Linked DNA regions of Sus scrofa: all the other regions are linked to region 4. A link is a contact called in public Hi-C and HiChIP or PLAC-seq data. All regions are on one chromosome and are shown on one strand. Each heading gives the region's core, a stretch centred on a gene start, on an enhancer-like site or on the middle of the called end of the contact. The rest is flanking DNA. Distances are from core to core; before and after follow the strand shown.

Region 1 (3,071 bases), core at 335-2,834, 300 kb before region 4:
TTACAAGCTGAAAATTATTCTTCTTGACTGAGAAGATCAAAGATATGAGCTTAAACTTAAGTCCTATGCATATATATTTATCTGATAACAATTACATCATAGAGTTCTTACATTGTGAAATAATAAAAACATTTTTATACATACTTCATTCTATGGGTGGGCAGCTATCATTCTCACGCAAGTTTCCCTAAATTTTTACTTGACACAAGGATAAGTCATTTTTAGTCTCTCTAAGCATCCTTTCCTCAAGGTTGACTACAAATTTCTCTTGCCAAGAAATAAAGATTTGTTTCTACTTGATAAAGTTTCAGAATGTCCTGGAACAGCCCAGTACATTTTAACTAGATAATTTTAGAAGAGGGAAGAATGTAGGTCAATACCAAAATCTAAGTTATAGGCTGTTGTGTGCACTATTTGTGGGACCACATACCACACTAGAGAAAGGAAATTCCATGTATAGTATGGCAAAGTACCTAGGCAGGACTTAACTGTTTAAGGAGCATCACATACAATTTTAGTTGACTTAGGAACTCAAGTTCAAAATATGTGCTTTGTGAATGGTAAGGTATCTATAGGAGGCACTGGACCCAGAATAGATTGTCCTTGTCATATTTGGGAAATTATTGGCCAAGTCTGCCTGTCACTTAAAGTAGGATGTGACAGCCAGGTGATTAAAACCTGACACTAGGGGTTCCCATCATGGCTCAGCAGTACTGAATTCAACTAGTATCCATGAGGACATGGGTTCGATCCCTGGCCTTGCTCAATGGGTTAAGGATCCGGTGTTGCCATGGGCTATGGTGTAGGTCACAGACAAGGCTCGGATCCCCTGTTGCTGTGGCTGTGGTGTAGGCTGGCAGCTGTAGCTCCATTTCGACCCCTAATCTGGGAAACTCCATATGCTGCGGGTGCAATCCTAAAAAGACAAAAAATAAAAAACAACCAAAAAAACTCTGACACCAAACTCTCCACACTGGAGCTGTGGCTGGGCGAGCAAAGAACAGCATGGAGGGTGGGTGGGAAGATGCAGACCTCAGACACTCTTCAGGCAAATAGCTGGTGTTGGTGCCAGGGAACCAGAGAAAGTCATGCTTCAATTCAACAAATATTTGTTTTGTGCCAGACACTGTGCAAAGTGCAGGTAGGCAGTGCGCAATGTGGACACATGGCAGATGTTTAGGCTCAGATTTCTGCTACCCCAGGATCTACTCTTGGAAACATCAAGGCAGGACGGCAAGCCTTTCAGGGGAGCTAGGATCCCAGAAAGGCATCAGAATGAATACTGAAGTCCCATGGAGAGAGTTGAGGAAGGGGAGCTCAGAGGCAGGGTGTTGTTAGGTGAACTCTGTTATGTGAGCAGGGACATGACTTAAACAACAAAGGAGGCTCTTAGGCGGTCAGCCTTTTGTTACCGTAGCCTAAGTTCCACCATGACCAGAGTGATGGGCAGAGTATCTAAGTCTTTAATTCTGGCCAGATTAGATGAAGGTGTCCTGTAGTGGGAGAGCCAAGATGATGAGCAAGGCAAAGGTTGTGCCTCCATTCCTTAATCTAGGAAGTGGACTAGGATTGAGCCTGTTGGTGTTTTTTTAAGTCACCATTGTGTGTTTACATGATTTCTCTTGAATCTGTTAGTGTCAAATTGTGGACCAGATGGTTCAAAGCTACCCATTAGAGTTGCATATTCCAGAGATCTTTCCAGGGAGACTCTAGAACTAGGGGATAAATCAAAAGAAATAGCATTTGGGCTCCAGAAAATTCTGGAAGATGTGAACCTTGGGAAATGGATGGTGCCCAATAAAACTCTGAAGTACCCCTATGATGTCCTTGCTCCTGTGGTTACTCCTAGACCCCTTGCCTATTAAACAGGACTTCTTCTGGCCTGGACAGGGCTTTGAATACCTATATAATTTCTGATCATTTTAAAATTTCTATTTTGTGGTCACAAACTTGACTAAAGAACATTAAAAAAAATCACTCACTGGACTCTCCCTTTATGCAAATGGCCCGTCACGTGAATATGTAATACAATTTTTCTTAAAGAATTATCTAGGAACATATTTGATAGGCAGAAATACATTTTCTCCAGCACTTGGGATTGCTTTAGTAGCTGTCAGACATTTCTCAAAGATCTGGTGAGACAGATTTATTTTTGAACATCTTGGTAATTAGAGCAAATTGTGCCATTTTCCTCATTATTTTAACCAAAAGACCTCTGGATTAATCTTCTGTTGCTGAAAGACACAGACTTCACATCCTCTTGAGAATGAAAACTTTATGGACACTTTATTTATGGACACTTTATTGACTACCCTGTATGATTTTTCTCTAACTAGTGTGCAATAGACATGCTTTTAACATCTTCTAAAGTAAATGAGATTGGAAAACAGTCAACAGAACATTATTTTGTGCTCTAAATGTGTGGTGGGTGTTTATCCTTTGATAAAGTGGATGTTCTTCCAAATAACTTTAACACTGATGCTAAAAAAAAGCTCTAAAAGTCCCACCGCCCTCTCCTATTTTCTAATTCACTTCTTTGTCCTTCCTTTTCTCTCTTCTATGCTTTGGCAACTATTTATTGAGAGCCTGCTCTAACTGAGCTGGACACTGTACCCCCTGCCCTCATGGGGCTTGCTTAAGTGGGAGAGACAGTTACTAAACAACTAATTGTGAAATGCTGGCTATTTTTGTTACCAACTGGGTTTTTCTCACTGATGATCTGAAGTCCCTTGCTCTGTGACCTTTGCTGGTAACTGTCTAACAAATTCCACGGCTGCTGGATGAAGGAAGTCACAATCCACATTGACTGAACCTCCTCCAATTCTCAAAGCCCTCCCCAGGGAACCCTCAGGGCTAACAACTCTGTATGATGTTTCTTAAATGTATTTCCAAGGCAGCTTTTCCTAAAATTTTTCCACTCTCCTTGGGCATTTTTTTTTTTTTTTTTTTTTTTTTTTTTGCCATTCTTGAGGCATGTGGGAGTTCCCAGGCCAGGGATCAAATCCAAGCCACAGCAGTGACCCAAGCCACTGCAAGGACAAAGTCAGATCCTTAACCCACTGTGCCACCAG
Region 2 (3,441 bases), core at 431-2,930, 320 kb before region 4:
GGAAAATAATACATGTATGCACATGCACGGGTAAATCAAGTGATCCTGAAATACATAGAGAATTTCCCCTTTCATCCTTTCTCCAGTCAGTCCTATTACCCAGAAGTAATCCCATTACTTGGCTGTTGTAATGTTAAATTACACTTTACTTTCTTAATTGCCTTTAGACACAATTAGCCCAGTGAGAAGTGATGGGAAATTAAAAGAACTCTAGCCCACTTAACCTTTCCTTCTGTTTCCCAAATGTGTTGTATTATTATCCATAGTTTTTTCTGATACTTGTCATTAGGACTGCATATTGATATAAAAATTCTACACAGCACCTATTAACTGCACACAGATGAGGGTTTTAGCACACTTCCACCTCATTTCCTTGCCCCAGAGCCTATTTATTATATTGTTTTTTCATTTTCAAGGTTTATAATATTTCCATTATATTCTTTAATTATATTTTCTTAAATTTTTTTTTTTTCTTTTTGTGGCTGCACCTGCATGTGGAAGTTCCCAGGCTAGGTGTTGAATCAGAGCTGCAGCTAATGCCCTACACCACAGCCATAGCAATGCTGTATCTCAGCCACATCTGTGGCCTATGCTGCAGCTTGTGGCAACACCAAATCCTTAACCCACTGAATGATCAGGGATCAAACTCGCATCCTCATGAACACTGGTTGGGTTTCTAACCTGCTGAACCATAATGGGAACTCCTGTCTTCAGTTTTTTTATATATAGTTTCTATGTTGAAACAAATTAATATCATTTTATATATACATATATTAAGTTTATATATATATATATGTTATTCTCTCTGTATATCACTATATCACCATGTATGTAATGTGTCACCTTGGAAGCAAGTAGTGTAATTAAACCTACAAAAAAGGAAATATAAGGTTTTTTGTTTGTTTTTGTCTTTTTAGGGCTGCACCCGTGTCACATGGACGTTCCCAGGCTAGGGGTCGAATCGGAGCTATAGCTGCTGGCCTATGCCACAGCCACAGCCACGCCAGATCCGAGCTGTGTCTGTGACCTACACCACAGCTTGATGCAATGCCGGATCCTTAACTCACTGAGCAAGGCCAGGGATCAAACTTGCATCCTCATGGATGCTAGTCAGATTCATTTCCGCTGAGTCATGAAAGGAATTCTGGAAATGTAAGTTTTAACACAAACAAACAAACACCCTCCCGATTGAGTTCATTAAAGGAGATTATTTTAAGCATCAGGATTGAAATGATGTTTCTTTCTAGCTTTGGTCTTTCCTTAGTCATACATACATGTGACTTTTTCCTCTTTTCATCACTGCCATCCTCATTCTCAAATAGATGGAAATGATCCCTGAAAGTACAGTCTTAATTCTCAGGTAGATGGTCCTGAGAAAACCACAGTCTGAAGACTTCCATAAGTTCCCATCACTGCATCTCCTCACTCCCTGCCTCTTTACCCTCTTAAGTAGGCTTTGCTCCTTTTGTCTCTGCTGAATTCTCTATACTCCCAGCCAAGCCCAGCTTCTCTCATTCTGCCTCCAATCCCATCCCCTTTTGCATATTCGAGGACACTGCTCCAGCAATTTCCTTTTTCATTCCTGCTTCAAGTTAATTTCCCCCTCCCTACTGGATCTTTCTGTTAACCTTCAAAGAGGAAGTTATATTTCATAACTTAAAAAAAATTCTTTCTTGACCTCAGTTCCCCCTTCAGCCACCCTCTATGTCATCCTTTTTTTTTTCCCCAGAGGCATGTGGAATTTCCTGGGTCAAGGATTGAACTTGCTCCACAGCAGCAACCAGAGCTGCTGCAGTGACAAGCGACAATGCTGGACCCCTAACCTGCTATGCCACAAGAAAATTCTAAAGGTTTACTGATACTTACTGTCCCCCATATCTTCTCAAGCTTCCAGAGAACCACTTTATCTAGATCACTAAGAACATTCATGTTGCCAAATCCTGCGGTCATCTTACTTGTCCGGTCAGCAGTTTTGATCACTCTCTCTTCCCTGAAATATGTTCTTCCTTTGGCTTCTGGGACATGGTGTTCCCTTGATTTTCTGCCTACTTCTATGGTTGCTACTTCTCAGTTTTTTTGTTTGCTCCTTTCGTCTCATCTCTCTGACCTCTCAATGCTGGCACATCCTAGAAACCAAATCTTAGATTTCTTCCCTTTTTTCACCTCTACTCACTTTGGAAACTTCATGTTTTTAAAAAGCATTTCTACCTTGATGGTTCATATGTATGCATATATGTATGTATGCATCTGTTTATACATATATATGTATTATATATGTGTGTATATATATCTAAATAAATCTCTCTCTAGCATTCCATTTCTCTCTCTCTCTCTCTCTCTCTCTCATATCTCTTCCTGAAGCCAGCTTTGTCTATCCAACATCCTTCTCTAGAACTCCACACGGACATCTAATTTCAAATACAACATGTCCAAAGCCGAAATCTTGGCTTTCCCCTCCATGTCTGCTTTCAGCCTTCTTCATCTTAGGCAATGGCAGTTCTATCTTCCAGCTTCTCAGGTCAAAAACCTTGGAGTCACACTTCATTCCTATTAGATTTATCTCCACAGTGTACTTGGAGTAAGAACACTTTCCACCCCTCCTCTGCTTCCATCCTGGTCTGGTCTTCTCTCTTTCATCTCTTGCCCTAATTACTGTCATAGCTTTTTCACCCAGTTTCCTTGAATCTTCCCTTCACCCCCTTCATCAGCTCAAGTGATAGATTATGTCACCCGTCTGCATGAAACTCTTCAATAACTTCCTATTTCACTCTGAGTAAAAACTGATGTTCGCCAGTGTCCTACAGGTCCCATGTAATGTCTCCTGTCACCTCTCCTCCTTTTTTACCCTACTCCAGCTGCATTGGCATCTTTGGAGTTCCTAGAACATGCAAGATTACACTTGCCCCAGGGCCTTTGCACATGATGAACCTTCTTATTCCTAAAATGCTTGCCCCAGACATCTGAATGGCCACCCCTTACCTCCTCTGGGTCTTGACTCAGATGTTGCTTTTGTAGTGAAGCCGCCCTGATAACACTACTTAAAGTTTCCTGCAACATTCCCAGTCCTGGCTGGATCACTATCTAACAGTATAAATATTTTACTTATTTACCTTGTGCCTCATCTGTTTCAACAGGATAAAGGAGCTATTTAGATTTAGTAGAATGTGAATTCCATGTTCAAAAAACATTTTTGCTTTTTCCAATTATTGCTGCAAAAAATTCTTATTTTTCTAGCCAATTTGTATTCCTAACTAGAAACTTTGGGATTTTCTTTATATCTTTGGTTAGTTGACTTTTTTTTTTAGAGTATGTATCCAGGTTTTTGTCTTAAAATCCCACTGTCCTTTATTTGGCTCTTGGTGGGTCCTTCATATTTGATGACATTTTTGTCTCTAGCTCAGAGAAATTTTCTTCTACCATTTCTCTTCTTTTTTCTCCTTC
Region 3 (3,043 bases), core at 406-2,905, 480 kb before region 4:
ATTTCACTTACATTTTTGCTTTTTAGGGCCGCACCCATAGCATGTAAAAGTTCCCAGATTAGGGGTCTAATTGGAGCAGCAGCTGCTGGCCTATGCCCCAGCAGTGTAGGATCTGAGCCATGTCTCTGACCTACACCATAGCTCACAGCAACACCGGATCCTTAACCCACTGAGCCAGGCCAGGGATTGAATGTGTGTCTTCATGAATGCTAGTCATATTCATTTCCGCTGAGCTATGATGGGAACTCCCTCACTTATATTGTTTCTATGATATTTCATGAGCTTCTATGTTTAGTTATCAGCTCTACACTAAAGAGTTGAATTGCCTGTCCACATCTAAGGCAGATTTGACTCTCCCTCTGCCTTCTTGATATCTCCATCTTATTCGGATGTTTCCTTCAGAGATAGTGATGTTGGCAATTCGGATGTGCCAAAGAGGAGCCATAAATTGCTTCCTTTAAGTGAGAAAATGGAGAGTTCTCGATCTGATAAGGTGAGAAAAAAAATTGTATGTTGTTGAGGTTGCTAAGGAGTTTGGCATAAATGACTCTTCATATATAAAATTATGAAGGAGAAATTCATAATAGTTTTGCTATTGCACATCAGATCAAACTTTTTTGTATGTGCAAAAGCCAAAGTGCATGCATGATTAGTTCTTAGTTAAGGTGGAAAAGACATTAAGTTTGTATAAGATGTTTTGAAAGACCACATTCACCTAACTTTCATTACAATATATTGTTATAACTATTCTGTTTTATCATTGTGGTAACTTTCTTACTGTGCCTAATTTAATTTATAAGTTAAACTTTATCATAGATATGTATGTATATATAGGGGAAAAACAGTATATATAGGGTTCAGTACTCTGCAGTTTCTGGCATTCACTAGGCTACCTGGAATGTACTCCCCATGGAATGTCTGTATATTCAGCTGTATGTTCAGTGATTAGAATGTTACCTAGCAGGTGGTGGGTGCTCAGTGAGCATCTGGTGAACGAGAGGATGAATAAATGAAACAGAATTGTAGCTCTCTTTCCAGTAACTTGTTTTTAATGTAGTGGTTATATGCCATAGATGTATGTATTTTAAGATATGAATGGTTCAGTTGGTTTTAATATTTTAACATTTTAAAATTTTACATTATTTTTAAAAATTTAATTTCTTTGGATAAATATGTCTTCTGTGGAACTTTTAAAATATTGTGGATTTGTGGTTTCATAGTTGATCACTAGAGTGTGCTATAACATCAGGGCTCTTAATTGTGAAAAGGGTGCTGTTACACTGCTTTGGAAATTTTAGCTAAAGGAGCATATGATGGATCATGCTCTCTCCATAGTTTGGGTGTTTGGTAAGTGGAAGTTAATGTTTTAAATAGTTATGTGTTGTCATCTGATCACTGAGAAAGAAAACTGCTTGGATTTCATTTTAATTTAGTCATAGGAAATATGTAATCATAAGAGCTTTTTTAAAAGGAAGTAATAAAATATAACAGATAAAGTAAAATATTTATTAATTCACCAAATTATGTGACATTTGGTATATGTATGGTATTCTGCTGGCTTCTCTTGGGTATACATAATACACAGGCCCAGCCTTAAATGTATTTGAAGTCTAGGTGGTGTGTCTACATATGCACACATGGAAGTTCATTGACAGAAGAATAAAATTACAGTTTAACAGTGTTAAAGAAGTCACAAAGCAGTGTATGACTAAGTGCTATATGAGAGGTTCAGAGAAGGAAAAATGACCATGGGCTTGTACTCATTGAGGAGTACAAGCTGGAGTATTATAAACTCTTTCCCTATCCTGTTCCAAATATTTAATCATTATATTTATGGCCATATGAACAGTATTAGAAAAATACTGATCCATTTCATTGCTACAAGCTTTTGAACATAGAATGAGATCATTAAAAGCAGAGAGGAGAACAAATGGAGAAATAGTGGGAATTAAAGCAGGAAGATAGGAATGCTTATTCTAACATAGGACGGGATCATTAAAAGAAGAGAGGAGAGACAAATAGAGAAAATAGTGGGAATTAAAGCAGGAAGACAGGAATGCTTATTATTCTTTAGGGAATCAGGATAGTAGGGAGAGAGGAAATTCCTCTCAGGAAATTCCACAAATAACACATTTTTGTTTTAATTGTAGAAAATGTGATTTTTTTTCCCCCTCTAATATTAGGGATATCCAAGAATGGCAATGTTACTTACTGATGTGAAAAGAGAAATTTATGCAGTTTCTGTTTGTTTATTGTTACTCCTGTTCTTTTCCATTTTAATGTGTTTTCTTTCATTTTCCTTTCACTGAAATACCCCCTTATGTAATTCTGGGCAGAAAATGTGAACTTGTGTTTCTAATTAGTAAGAAAAACTATGTGTGAGACAAAATCATATCAGCTCCCATTTTTTATAAAAACCTTTGTAATTGGGATAATGCGTAGTTCTTTTTAAAAATGTCAATTGTATAAGCAAGAAGTAATTTAGTTGTTCTCTTAAAGTCTAAATTTGGCAAGATTAATGTTCCTCACTTTGAACAAAAGTCTTTGAAAGATTTTAGCCAGCCATTTTATGTTGTTTCTTAGAAGGCTAAATTTTATACAGATTATCTATTGGGATGTCTTTTTCTATGTTGCAAATACCTAAAGCTTCATAATGTTATTATTTTTTATCTGAAAGCTTAGGCATTTTATATTTAATCATAGCTCTGTTTTAACTGGTTTGCTTCATTCTAAGATGAAATTTTGATAGATTTCAAGTTGTTTGAGTAAATTTATAATTGATGATTTTCTCCATTGAAAGTCATTTATGGAATTGTAGCGTTATAATCTTATGAAACAGATTTGAGTTTTAGTCTGATGTTTACCAGTAGCCTTCTGTGAACCTTTCTGAATTGAGAACAGTAATGCCTACCATATAGGTTTATTACAAAGGTTCATGTCATATAATTTATATGAAAGTACTCTGTAAACTATAAAATGTTACATAAAGTTTTTTACCTAAGCTCTGATTGCTTAACTTTAACAGAACCTATGTAGGTTATTA
Region 4 (3,555 bases), core at 248-2,747:
GGCAACACCTTAACCCACTGAGCAAGGACAGGAATAGAACCCACATCCTAAAAGAGACCACGGTATGTCCTTAACCCACTGGGCCACAATGGGAACTCCTATCTATGATTTTTCTTAATGCCTAGGTAGAATGGATGCACTCACGCTTGGAAGACTGGATGCAGGAGTGTGCTTCGGAATAAGCGATGGGCTCACGAAAACTATATGGTCGTCCTAGCGAACCTTTCTCAGTCCCCCGCCCAGGGACAAGTGCTTAGGGATGATGGCCTCCCTCTGAGGTCCAGCGGGTGCCTACGCTTAGGCGCGCAGCTCCGCAGGGCACCAGCAGGGGGCGGCGTTGCCCCGCAGCTGGCTGCTCCGCGGGTGACTGTTCTCCCCCTCCCCGACCCGCGCCTCCCCGCCTCCTGCTGGGAGCGGGGCCCTAGTGACGAGGCCCGGGCTCCCCAGCCCGGAGAGGGAGGGCTATGCTTCCTTGCAGGCCGGGCGGCTGGGGTCGAGCGGGGCCATGGGCGGGAGTATCCAGCCCGCCTCTGTCCCCGCCGTGGCCTCAAGACGAAGGAAAGTGGCTCTCAGTTTGGAAAAGGGTAGCGAGCGGCCAGAATTGACGGCAGGAAGAAAGGGGGCGCTTTCTAGCAAACGCGGGCCTCGAGCGCTAGTGCCCGCGGAGGTAAGGCCACACTCCTTTCAAGCCGCGGAGGCGCCGGGAGTTGTGGGTGTGGAGGAGGGACGGTCGCAGACTTTAAACTCGTGCTTTCGCGGGTCGTGGAAAACTCGCTCACTTCACCCTGACATGTGCATTCACTTGAACAACGCAAACCTTAGTTGCCGGCGAGGAACGCGCTTCACCTCCTCAGCTTCTGGATGGAAGAACGCTCAGCCGAGCTTCCGGCCCCGCGACCTAGCGGCCGCCCACCCCTTGCGCCCCGCGTTTCCAGGCCAGCGTGCCCGCCCGGCCGTCCGCTCGGGGACGCGCGTTGGCCCGAGCCGCGCTCCCGGCCGCCGCGAGCCTCGGGTGCGCTGGGCTTGGACGCACGCTCGGCTCCGCCCCCGCGCTCCTCTGGCTCACCCCAGCCCGGCGCGCCGCCTGAGGTTTGAAGAAACGAAACTCGGGGAGCCTGCCCTGCCCGTTGCGCGCAGACACTGATTGGCACGGGGAAGTGGACCCCTTAGTTCACACTGAGGCCGAGTTTATTAATGCCATAACCGCTCTAGTGCTACCCCACACACTGTTTAAAAGGGAGGTCAAGAAGACCCTCTGGAGCCCCCGTCACTAAGCTTTGATGACGAGCCGCATCCGGCGAGAATTTTGAGAAGTTTCAGCAGTTACGCGATTTTCGCCTTGATCCGGTTTTGAGGGCCAGTGAGGACTCTTGAAGTATCTGAAGTGTCTCCTCCTTGGGGAAAAGGAAGAGAGGCGTGGGTGGGTGGGCGTCCCTACATCAAATCTACCTACAGGAACTAAAGTGAACTCACGCACCGCCTCCAGCTTCGCGCCCTGGGGACCGGTCCTCAAGGAGCGCGGCTCTGCTGGGCTCCCGCCGCGGGCGCTGGGCGGGCGGGGGCGGCTCCCTATGCAGATGAGGAGGGTGTGGCGAGCATGCGGCGCCGGGCCCCGGAAGCGCCAAGCGGCCACGGTATAAAAAAAGTACTGGAGACCTTTCGCCCGCACAACTGCTAAAGCTCCAGAGACAGGAGCGTGTGCGGCGGCGGCAGCGACAGCAGGAGCCGCCACCTCTGGGACCACCGCGGCTGAGGCGCGGGCGGGGTCGAGGGGCGGGAGTGGCCGGCGCAGGCGGCAGGGGTCTGGAAAGGACTAAGTCGCTCGCCACTGCCGGGAGCGTCTTCGCGGCTCCTGGAAGTGTTGCCGCCTCGCAGTTCCTCCATCGCCGCGCTCCTAGAAGGGGCGGCCGCCTCCAGGTGACACAGACGGGACTCCCGCTTGCGCTTTCCAGATGCATCAGAGATACTTTTGGTGCGGGGCTGTTCTGCGGGGCGCGGCGCGCGCGGCTGGGGGCTGGGGGGCCTGGGGCGGGCGCGTCTCCGGGAGCTCCCGAGGCGGGAGGCGAAACGAGGAGGGGGCCGCTCCTTCCTCCGGGGGCCCGGCTCAGCCCCGCCGCCGCGCGTCCTCACCGCGCTCCCCCCACCCCCGTTTTCTTTTAGGACTGACCAGGGCCAAGTGGCATTCGGCGGGCATTTCATGGCGGAAGGCGAAGGGTACTTCGCCATGGCCGAGGACGAGCTGGCTGGCGGTCCCTACATCCCCCTTGGCGGCGACTTCAGCGGCGGCGACTTCGGCGGCGGTGGCGGCGGCTTCGGCGGCGGGCACTGCTTGGACTATTGCGAAAGCCCCACGGCGCACTGCAACGTGCTGAACTGGGAGCAAGTGCAGCGGCTGGACGGCATCCTGAGCGAGACCATCCCGATCCACGGGCGCGGCAACTTCCCCACGCTCGAGTTGCAGCCCAGCCTGATCGTGAAGGTGGTGCGGCGGCGTCTGACCGAGAAGCGCATTGGCGTCCGCGACGTGCGCCTCAACGGCTCGGCCGCCAGCCACGTCCTGCACCAGGACAGCGGCTTGGGCTACAAGGACCTGGACCTAATCTTCTGCGCCGACCTGCGTGGGGAAGAGGAGTTTCAGACTGTGAAGGACGTCGTGCTGGACTGCCTGTTGGACTTCTTACCCGAAGGGGTGAACAAGGAGAAGATCACACCACTCACGCTCAAGGTAAAGCTACCCGAGAGAGGCCGGGGGCCCGCGGCGGACCAGGCGCGGGCGTGAGGCGCTAGGCGTGGGGGGCGCACGTTTGCTGCCCCGTCTCGTGCAGGAGCTTTGGCTTATTTTGCATTTGAGTTTTTTTTAATGGGTAAACGAAGATGCGTGAGCTGCGTTGTGTGTTCTAGTTTACTTGCTGCTTCAGTGCCCCAACTCTTCTGCTTCCTCCTCAGCTCTGCCTTCTCTTCCTTCTCCTTATATTTTAACTCTTGGCTTTCCTTGCTTGAGTCCTGTCTAGAGTAGATTCAGATCCGCGGGAGAGTGAAATGATGTAAATCTCTCTCTCCTTTTTTTTTTTTTTTTTCCTTCTTTTGAGTCATTTGATGATTTAGTCTTTGGGAAAAGAGCAGCCTGCAGCAGAGTCGAGTCAATGGATTTATAATTGTTTTGGAAAATGTGAATAGATTTCCTAGCTGCCTTCAGCTGACTGCTTGTACTGAGGATGTATGTGGCGCTTCCCTGGGTTGGTTCCTCTGTTCGGGGTATAAATGGGTCCTCGCCTCCCCACTTTGGTTCATAGCGCGGTTTTATACGATTACCTAAAATAATCTGAGGTACCAGCCTCCCCGAATGTCTTAATTTAGTTCACATTTGATTTTAACTGCAGAACTCCTGGAGGGACATACAAAATACTGATCCTATCTGTTGCCTCAGGGGCAGATGAACTAGGTGACTAGGGACAAGGGTGAGAGGCAGACCAACTTTTCACTGTATATTCTTCTGTACATTGAATATTGTGATATTGTGTGAATATTGTACCTATAAGATCCCTTTCAAAAAAT

The links. Hi-C and Micro-C count contacts between places; a contact is called where the count stands out from the background. HiChIP or PLAC-seq counts read pairs in DNA pulled down with a chosen protein or histone mark.
Region 1: a contact with region 4 is called in a Hi-C map of mesenteric adipose tissue, with 1.8 times the contacts expected there. The contact joins the enhancer-like site here to the promoter of FAM46A in region 4. A contact is called at or near these places in 1 of 5 promoter capture datasets (fetal liver), 4 of 47 Hi-C or Micro-C datasets (fibroblasts, heart right ventricle, mesenteric adipose tissue and 1 more) and 2 of 2 datasets of contacts at active chromatin or transcription factors (alveolar macrophages and skeletal muscle).
Region 2: a contact with region 4 is called in an H3K27ac HiChIP or PLAC-seq map of alveolar macrophages. The contact joins the enhancer-like site here to the promoter of FAM46A in region 4. A contact is called at or near these places in 1 of 5 promoter capture datasets (fetal skeletal muscle), 15 of 47 Hi-C or Micro-C datasets (alveolar macrophages, embryonic fibroblasts, epiblast stem cells and 10 more) and 2 of 2 datasets of contacts at active chromatin or transcription factors (alveolar macrophages and skeletal muscle).
Region 3: an H3K27ac HiChIP or PLAC-seq map of alveolar macrophages shows a contact between it and region 4. The contact joins the enhancer-like site here to the promoter of FAM46A in region 4. A contact is called at or near these places in 2 of 5 promoter capture datasets (fetal liver and liver), 8 of 47 Hi-C or Micro-C datasets (embryonic fibroblasts, fibroblasts, heart right ventricle and 4 more) and 2 of 2 datasets of contacts at active chromatin or transcription factors (alveolar macrophages and skeletal muscle).

The regions. Positions count from the first base shown.
Region 1 is chr1:84,240,212-84,243,282 of Sscrofa11.1, forward strand. No RefSeq gene overlaps it. Among named protein-coding and RNA genes, the nearest start is that of RPL18, 140 kb to the right of the region's middle. Within about 2 kb of position 1,585, at least 2 of the 83 cell types and tissues checked have an H3K27ac peak or open chromatin away from gene starts, as enhancers often do. A contact at or near this core is called in mesenteric adipose tissue, where this site is marked.
Region 2 is chr1:84,219,026-84,222,466 of Sscrofa11.1, forward strand. No RefSeq gene overlaps it. Among named protein-coding and RNA genes, the nearest start is that of RPL18, 160 kb to the right of the region's middle. Within about 2 kb of position 1,681, at least 7 of the 83 cell types and tissues checked have an H3K27ac peak or open chromatin away from gene starts, as enhancers often do. A contact at or near this core is called in alveolar macrophages, liver, omental adipose tissue and 2 more, where this site is marked.
Region 3 is chr1:84,060,951-84,063,993 of Sscrofa11.1, forward strand. All of the region lies in intron 26 of IBTK (inhibitor of Bruton tyrosine kinase), which reads left to right. Among named protein-coding and RNA genes, the nearest start is that of IBTK, 89 kb to the left of the region's middle. Within about 2 kb of position 1,656, at least 6 of the 83 cell types and tissues checked have an H3K27ac peak or open chromatin away from gene starts, as enhancers often do. A contact at or near this core is called in alveolar macrophages, mesenteric adipose tissue, retroperitoneal adipose tissue and 1 more, where this site is marked.
Region 4 is chr1:84,543,536-84,547,090 of Sscrofa11.1, forward strand. It overlaps FAM46A (protein FAM46A), which reads left to right and starts at 1,498. Exons shown (of 3, transcript XM_013992805.2): 1 at 1,498-1,917; 2 at 2,161-2,725. The coding sequence starts at 2,198.